Linked DNA regions of Mus musculus: region 1 is linked to region 2. Evidence: chromatin contacts called from public Hi-C data. All regions are on one chromosome and are shown on one strand. Each heading gives the region's core, a stretch centred on a gene start, on an enhancer-like site or on the middle of the called end of the contact. The rest is flanking DNA. Distances are from core to core; before and after follow the strand shown.

The links. A called contact is a pair of places that touch in the nucleus more often than the background predicts.
Region 1: a Hi-C map of cortical neurons shows a contact between it and region 2, with 2.3 times the contacts expected there. The contact joins the enhancer-like site here to the promoter of Dab1 in region 2. A contact is called at or near these places in 1 of 39 promoter capture datasets (hippocampal neurons), 3 of 484 Hi-C or Micro-C datasets (cerebral cortex, cortical neurons and nephron progenitors), 1 of 115 datasets of contacts at active chromatin or transcription factors (neural progenitor cells) and 1 of 9 other capture datasets (adipose tissue).

The regions. Positions count from the first base shown.
Region 1 is chr4:103,701,903-103,706,472 of GRCm38.p6, reverse strand. The region is part of intron 1 of Dab1 (disabled 1); the gene reads right to left. Among named protein-coding and RNA genes, the nearest start is that of Dab1, 85 kb to the right of the region's middle. Within about 2 kb of position 1,787, at least 8 of the 459 cell types and tissues checked have an H3K27ac peak or open chromatin away from gene starts, as enhancers often do. A contact at or near this core is called in cortical neurons, where this site is marked.
Region 2 is chr4:103,616,499-103,620,875 of GRCm38.p6, reverse strand. It overlaps Dab1 (disabled 1), which reads right to left and starts at 1,376. Exons shown (of 18, transcript NM_001369047.1): 1 at 1,131-1,376. Gm36604 (a long non-coding RNA gene) reads left to right here and starts at 1,822. Exons shown (of 3, transcript XR_376479.3): 1 at 1,822-2,420.

The DNA.
Region 1 (4,570 bases), core at 538-3,037, 85 kb before region 2:
TGGGGTTACAAGGTAGACAGAGTATTCATAAAGCTCAATTCTCTGCTCCCCTTCCCATTAATATTGCAGTACTGTGCTGTTAAATATTGGTTTTTAACTTAAAACACTATTTCATTTTGAAACCCAGATAGCTAATATGAAGATTAATAGGACCAGAATTAACTCCTTGCACAGGGATAGTATGTTGGTTGTTCACTGGGGATGCTGTAAGGCACAAGGAAAGATGAAATACTCAGGGTAAAATTTTATAGTTATTCTATGCTCCTCAAAACCGAGGTAGAATAACAATGATTTTTTTTAGCTCCAATCTTTTAAAGGATTTTTATGTACCGAACACTTAATATTTTTGTTATATTCAGTTATGTGTGTATATGAGAAAGAAAAAGACTCAGAGACAGACAGACAGGTGACAGAGAGAATGTATGTATACAAGCACTCATGTGCTTGCCACATCATGTATGTAGAGGGTCTAGAGGTCATAGGAAAACTTGCAGAGGTCAGTTCTCTTCTTCTCCCATGTGATTTCCAGAGACTGAATCCAGGCTACTAAGCTTGTCAGTGAGCACCCTTACCCACTGAGCGATTTCCCAAATGCATCATCTGTGAGTATACAAACACTAGGAAAGTAAGTGGCGGCCACCGCTTTGTACAGAAGCAGCCGCTCAATCCATCATTTAAGAGCTCAAGTCTTGGAATCATAGATTCTCTGCTCTTACAAATCCAAAAGCAATGGCAAGATTAAGGAATGTGGCTGTTCAAGGCATGTCCTCTTGGTCTGAGCAGGGCACTTTCATAACCCTGTTCTGCCCTGTTCACAGCTAAGTCTCTCCTACCCACAGGACTTGTCCCCAAACTCTATGACAGGGGACATAGAGAATGAGAAATAAGAAAGCAAAAATAGGTGCAATCTGGTCCAAAGGGATTTCTTTTTGGACTAATCCCTCTCCAAGTTAGTGAATTTACCTTTGGGAAAACTACAAAGACAGTTGTTGTTGTTGTTGTTGTTGTTGTTGTTGATGATGATGATGATGATGGTGTTGTTATTGTTTAAATAGTGAAGGCCATGGTAAAGCCCATTGTAAGCTCAGTTCCACGAAGTCAAGTCATCATGAAGAGCTGCTGGGAGTCTACCCACCCTGGCAAGAACACCACCTATGGGCTCCTTTGTACATTCATTCAGCTGTGGTTCCTAAATGCCCACTCTGTGCAAAGCATTTTCCTGGTAATGAGGATAAAGAGGGACTTCATCTGCATTGCCCTTTCCCGGGGCAGTTTACCCCAGGAAGGGAGGCAAATAGACACCCTTCCATGTAGCTCCATGAACAGGGCCAGCATACGGTTGTAGCAAAGAAGGATCTGAAGGGCAAGTGGGTGTGTGTCAGAGAAGTCAGAAATAAGTGTATGTCGGATACATCTCATCTCCCCTATCTTAAGGGGAAGGCACAAGACAGGTAAAAGCATTTTTGTCAGGACCTGGTCTGTTCCTAGCATGAAGTGATGTTAAATGTGGAAAGGTTGGGGTAGGGGAGACCAGATGTACTCAGCAAACAAGTTAGGACTTTCTTCTGTGTCTCCATGAGATTTACCAACAAGTGCAGAGGGGTTCTCCTAAGTCCACAAAGGACACACCTTCTCCACTCTCCTGCAAGGTGCACCCCTATCATCTCTGGATCCCTGATCATGCTTGTGAGGGAGGGGCTGATTCTCAGGCATGTGTTTGCCTCAGATTTCTACTCAACTCCCCCACTTCCTCATTAGAAATAATGGCAAGACAGATGGTAGCCCACGGGGACAAGTGAAGTTTTGAGGATGACATCACCCATGGCCATATAAAGCACACAATGTACTCCTCAACAGTTTTTAGCTTTTCTTTTTATAGCTGAGATTACAGGCACATGCTACAGCACCTGGCTTTTCTATGTTCTTATGTTATCTCCAAACAGAAAAACAGTAGTTACAGCGTTAAAAATATTTGAAAATCTGGTAGTTATAATCAACCTTGTGAGTTATACAGGAATCTGATACAGTAGATGGGAGAGAAATGTGCCTTATCCAAATTCAGTCATCAACCTTCTAACCCCATGGCAATCAACTCTGCACTCTGAGAATAAAACAAAAACATTAATGTGGCACCCATTAACAACCCACTGTACCGAATGTAATATTGGTAAAGGTTCCCAATAAAGTATGTTAGCTTCTCCTATGGCACGGCAAGACTCCTTGTCAGGTTTGTGTCCATCCAAACACCTGAAAGACAGAGACTGTGTCTGATTCATGGATGTACCCTCAAGGGCCTGACAATGGTCCTGTCACATCACAGGACAAGTTGAACACACATTTGCTGAAAGAAGATGTGTCTGACAGGCACTTAATGACTTGCAAAGTATGTCCACACCCTTCATCTTATTTGATTTTCCAAAAAGCCTTGGAACATAAAGGGGAGTTGGTATCATTATCTGTATCTCACAGAAGGGGAGAGCGGGTCACTCTGGCTGCTGTCTCTTCTTTCTTTTAAGGACTATAATGGACTCTTACTCCCCGACTACAAGAGAACCCAGCTGAATTCTACACATTGATATTGGCTCTCATGCACAAGTCTGATTAAAAGGCAAATAGACACTTTCTTTATTAGCTTTCACATCTTTAAAAAATGCATCAAAATCTGAAAAACTCACTGATAATTAGCCAGAAAACGAAGCTGAACCATTCAACCTGTAACTGTGGATGATTGTTAAGCCCCCATTCTTCCCTCTTCTCACCTCCCCTTGGTATCCATTGTCTATAGCAAGGCGTATTCATCTTCCTCCACAAAAAGAATCGGCTTCTTACAGAATAGAACTGTCAGCACCGTGGGAGCCTTGCTCTCTGGGTTCACCCCTCCTGTCAGGTTTCACAGTGCACAGCACCTCCTGGGTGGCTCCACTCCTGGTCTCTCTTCTAACATGTCAGGGACTCTTTTCTCCCCCAGCGGAGATCTGCAATGCCATCCCTTATGTTAGAACCACAGGACTTGCCCGCAGAACTTCTACACATTGCCACTTCTTCAGCATAGTTAAATTCTATATCCCAGCTGCCTCTGTAGGCTCAGCTCTCAAAGTCCCTCATTTCACTGAGACAGCAATCCCAGCAAGGAGAAAAGGAAATCAGACTACACAATTAGACTTAAAAGGGTCATGTAGTTTTTCATTCATTCATTCATCCATTTGTTCATTCATCCATCCATTCACACACTCATCTGTTCATTCATTCACTCACTCACTTATTCCCACTGTGTCAAAAATGCAAAACTAAATGCTATATGGCTCTTGTATGTGCGACCTTACAATCGAGCAGGAGGAACAGATGTTCTAGTATACATGTGACAGCTGTACCAAGTAGGTTGGGCTAAAGGAGAGTGACTCTGAAGGAGAGTTTCTGTCCCTGCTTAGCAGACCCAGAAAGAGCCACAGAATGGGTGCTACATGTTAGACTTCTACAAGACACCAGTGCATAGGCAGAATAATATAACATTATCAGTTACATAACTGAAAGACTAAGCAGAAGCTAAGGCATTCCCAACACAGCATCTCACATCTAAAGACAACTCAGGGCTGTGTCAGAAGATCCCCATTGGTATATGATATGAAAGCACGGATGTCCAAGGTGAGTACTGGGGAAGGGACACCATGCATCTGGGGTTGGTGTATGTGAGTTAAGGAGGCCCAGTGGGCAGGTGCAGACCTCTGAAGAGCTGCCAGCCAGTTCATGTCAGCATTGCTTGACTCAAAAATACCAACTCTAGAGCTGAAAGAGTTCTAGAAGAGGATGGCAGGTTACTGTTGTCACAGACAAGGGTTCCCAAGTGAATCTAGCTACTTAGCGACCCTGGGTCATCGGTTCAGTAGCTGGAGGCAATATTTCCCTCTGGAGGATATTTGACAATGTGTAGGGGCGCATTAACATTTACAACTAAGGGTTTGCTTTTGGAGTTTAGAGAGTGTGGAACAGGGGTTCTATAAACATCCTACAGGTCACAGGGCAGAACTACAAATATAAATAGCACCGAAGTTAGGGGCCTGTTCTATGCTATTACTGGAAGCTAATCAGCAGAGCAAGTGTCTCCTTCCTCCATTCAGCCATGCAGTCTTCCTCTAGCACCCCCTATTGGCAGAACCTAAGAAGAAGCACTGGACGAAGCAGAATCAGGGAACTGTGTTTCGGCTGCCCATCAGGAAGCTAAACACAGATGAGTGGGTTGGCAGGTGCCTGTCAGTAACCTAATAACTTGGGAGCATCACAGGCCAGGTTCTTACAACAGGTTAGGGTGCAGTGGCAGGTGCAGGACTGGCTCTGCAGTGGAAGAGACCCCTGAGAGGAGTGTCAAGAGAAGATCCTGTCACATGCAGGTACTCAGCACAGAATCTCAGGCTCTGGTTCCTCAACGACCCTACGACAAGAAGCTCCCGAACTCCACTTCTGAACTCACACTCTCGAGGGCATTTCGAGAGGACATCCATTCATCAGTCACATCTCAGAACATTTTGTGTAGTGGCCACACCAAGGTTTTATTGCCATCTATGCCTTATACTAT
Region 2 (4,377 bases), core at 127-2,626:
TGCCTGAAAAGTCTACCCAGACTAGTCTGTCAAGGGTTAATTTTCTCAGCAAAAACTGAAGCAAGCGCGCACGCACACAGACACACACACACAAACCACACCACACCACACACACACACACACACACACACACACACACTCCTCCGTTGACTCCCACCACCTTGGTGGGTGGTCACCATCCTCTTAATTTTAAATTCCAGAACGCAACCGCCCCCCCCTCCGCCCCCGCCCCAGTACTATTATTTGGGAACAGCCCCCGTACCTGGGCTCGATTCCCACCTCATCACCGGTGGAAGCTGAGAGCCCGACATAATTATTTTCCTACAAGGTTATGCCTAATTGACCACTAACCTAATTGATTAATCATTTCATTTTTCAAAGCAGCATCCAAGAGTCAATCTAGCGAGGAGATAGAGAAACATGTACGCAATGGTCCAAGGGATACAGACCTAGGGAAAGACCCCAGGCCAGCTAAAACCTAAGAGGCTAGAAATGAAAACGCGACAGAAGCAGAGAATTGCGCACGGCCACAGGAGGATCAAACCAGGAGCCTCAAAGCGGCCAGGGTCCAGCAGGCTCCAACACGGATGAAGTTGTTTTCCCCCGGGGACCAAAGGGTTAAAACGACGCCGCTCCAACCCAGTCTCCTCTATGCTGGAGGGGAGCAGAATCCACCTGTCCCCTTCTTAGGCAAACCCCGCTGGTTGTCCTGAGGGTCGCCCTAGCTCTCTGGCCACAACTTGCCCCTCTGTGCGCGGCCCTTGCCTGCGCCTTTGCGCGCTACCCAAAACTTTGCGCACACTGCGGCCGCCGCCTGGCCGTTCAGCGCGGCGAAACGCGCCACCAAGTCCAAGAGCTGCGGACAGCCCTTCTGCAGCCACCACCGCTTGGCTTTGGGCTTCAGACTTTTCTTTCCTCCGCCTCCAGTCCCCATGCAGGGGCTCCCTCGTGGCTGCGGGAACGCGACTCTCGGCCCGCAGTGGGCATTGCGGCCGCGGCGCTGCAGACCACCACCCTGCAGGGTCCATGAGGCGCCCACCCGACGGCTGGACGACTGAAGCCATCCTTGCCCTGGCGCGCCCACCCTAGCTTTCCACGCCGCGGCCGCCAGGCGCAACACCCTCTCCTACCTTCCAGCCGCTGAAGACCACACTCTGCTCAGCCCTCTCGACACATCATCCTCTGGCTGCAGAACAGGGCGACCGGACTCTGCTTTTGTTCCCTGGGGCGGGGAGGTCCGTGCGGGGCCAGGGAGCGGGAGATGCAACGGAGCTGGGTATCTGGAAGAAGGGAGGCTCACTCCCGGCAGCTCTAGTGGCGGCAGTAGTGGCGGCAGCAAAGGCAGCGGTGGCAGCAGCAGCAGCAGTAGAGATAGTGCCGGCTCTCTGCAGGCCACATCTTTCATACCTTATACATCACTACCGCATTCCCCCGAATAGGAGAGCCCATCAGCATTTCGCCACCTAACTAAGGATACGAGCGCCGGCAAGAGTGGCTTGGCTGCACCTGGCCACAGTGTGGGCTCTGCTCAGGAAAGGACCCTCAGCACCCAATTGCCACTCCCTCCTAAATCACCACAGCATCGTCTATAACCATCACTGGTCTCCCCGCAGCGCTCTCCTTAGGCTCTCTGCTCCCTAGAATGTCTGAGCTTTAGGGCAAGCAACAGAGGTTTATTATGGAAACTCATTTCCAACTGCCACTTCCCAGGGAAGGTCTTTGCACGGGAGGTTACTGCTACAGAGGCACCCTCCTGATTGCACGTGGTTTCTAGATGCCGCCTTGGGAGCAGGCTTGTGGGCACTGAGAGAGGCAGCCCGCACCAGAGGATTGGGTCCCTGTTGCTTCATCAATAAAATGGGAATCAGATGAGCTTTTCTGTGAGGTTGTGGTGAGAATATAATGAGATAAACAGAGTGGAACTCCCTAAACAAAGCTTAATTTCTTCCTTCTTCCAATGCAAGCCTGCCTTCCCTCAACAACTGTCAGCAACAACCCAGTAAATATTTGCCGTGAGCGTACCTCGGTTCTATGCCAATCCCTATTTTATAGAGTAGAGTACAGCTTGGCTTGGACTTTTCTCTCCAGTGAAGACACAGAAAATAAGTAAATCAAGAAGAGTTGTTGAGTGGTATTGATCACCAAGATTGAAATAGATGGTGGCATGCAATGTGAAGTGACTGGAGATGCTACTTAGCTTGCTTTTGTCAACTTGACACGAAACTTGAGTCACCTGGGAAGAGAGACCCTCAGACTGAGATGTTGCTTCCATTATATGGGCCTGTGGGCGTGTCTTCCGGCCACATTCTTGATTGAGGGTTAATGTGGGAGAGGCCAGCCTTCTGTGAGTGGAGCTACTTCTGGGCAGGTGTCTTGGGTTGTCTAAGAAGTAAGCTGAACAAGCCATGGAGAGCAAGCAGGTAAGCAGAGTCCCTTTATGGTCTGTGCTTCCATTCCTACTCCAGGTCCCTGCTCTGACTTCCCTCAATGATGGACTGAAACCTATAAGATGAAGTAACACCACTAAGTTGGCTTTGGTCAGTGTTTTATCACAATAACAACAACCGGAACACCTAGGGAACTGGAACAAGTAGGAACCTGCTTAGGTCATAACTGCTAACCCAAGTTCTACGTCAGTAGGACCTCATCTCCTCATCTCCAGGGCAGAAGAAACAGCCAGAGCAAATGTCCCATGCAGGAATGAGTTGAGGGCATCTAAGATGGAGGAGGGTACACCTGTAGCTGGAAGCAGCAAGGGTAATGACCCAGTGGTATGATATAGAGTGGGTGGTTCCATCTGACAGGGAGGTTCACCTCCACAGAGGTCAGTAAGTAGATTTGGCACTGGAGTTAGGGATGTGAGTGGTGTAGCATTCCCTGTGGGGTTGATTTGTAAAAGTTCACTCTGGCCGGGCGTGGTGGCACACGCCTTTAATCCCAGCACTCCGGAGGCAGAGGCAGGCAGATTTCTGAGTTCAAGGCCAGCCTGGTTTACAAAGTGAGTTCCAGGACAGCCAGAGCTATAGAGAGAAACCCTGTCTCGAAAAACCAAAAAAAAAAAAAAAAAGTTCACTCTGGCTGCTATGGAGATAGTGGATTGGAGAGAACTTGGGCAAATGCCATTGGAAGAAGAATCAGTAAGAAGATCCAACAGTGCTGGATAAAAGTCCCTCACCATCTCCTGACTTCCATAATCACAAACCACATCAACTTTTCCTTCATCCAACAAGAGATTGGGAGTAAAAGCCACTGGTGAGCAGTTCAGGGAGCCTGAACATGAGCCATCCCAACCCACTCTCTAAATATCCTTTCCTCAACCAGAAGATGTAAATGGTTACATATTCTCATGACTTACTGTGTTGATAAAATGATACCAGGAAGATGTACCCAAGGGACTAAATGACTGTTAACTTCATCTTTAAGATCTCTTTACTTTGGGTCCTCCAGAAGCCCAAGCACCACACATGCCCTCTATTCCCTCTAGGAACTGCCTTTCCTGGACATGTCAGAACTACGGAGTCCTGATGCCTCTTTCAGATGTGTGGTGATGATTGCATTCACAATGCTGGTCCCTGAACCCGGCTGCCATCTTCTCAAGCAGAAAACAGATTTCCATTTTGTTTCCATCCTTTTGATGTTTTCCTGTCCGCCACCCTCATCCAGCTTGAAGCATACACAACAATTGTCCTATGAAGCTCCCAAGCTACAAAAAATAGAAAGGAAAAGGGGGCTGGAGGTTGGGGGGAGGGGATTTGTAAAGCCAGAGATGGTAGGAGAAGAAAACAGCCTCTTCTCTCTTAGCAACAGGAAAGGATCTCTTAGCTGAGAAACATGATCAGTCCCTTACATGTCTGACCACAGCAGTTTTCAAAAGCCACGAGATCCACTACAACATGCCACCAAAGCCCTGGGAGTTAAAACAAGCAAGATTGGGTAGTGTGACCTGTGACCATTAAAGGAGCTCAACACGGTTAGGAGAAGCAGCAGAGCTGGAACTTGATTCCTCTCATGTCTGTGTGCTTTGGATGTCCTTAGCCCTGATGGTGTTGCTGACTTCTAGAACCCAGAGGAGTTTAATACAATGGAGATCCAGAACTTAGATTTCTAAAATAGCCAATTCCTTCCCTCGCACTGACTCAATACATTTCACTCCTCTCCAATGGCCTTCAAGCCCCAAGCTTGAGCTGTTGAAATTCAAAAGAGATCTTAAAGGCCACATGGTCTTAGAAACTGACTTCTATATTACCACTGCAGTGCTGTTAATGAGAAGAATTGGTTCTTCTGGGTCTGGGGACTTGTGACTGTAATCTCAACTACCCAAGAAGCTGATAAATTCAAAAACTATCAGGGTACACAGTGAGACTCTGCTTCAATGTT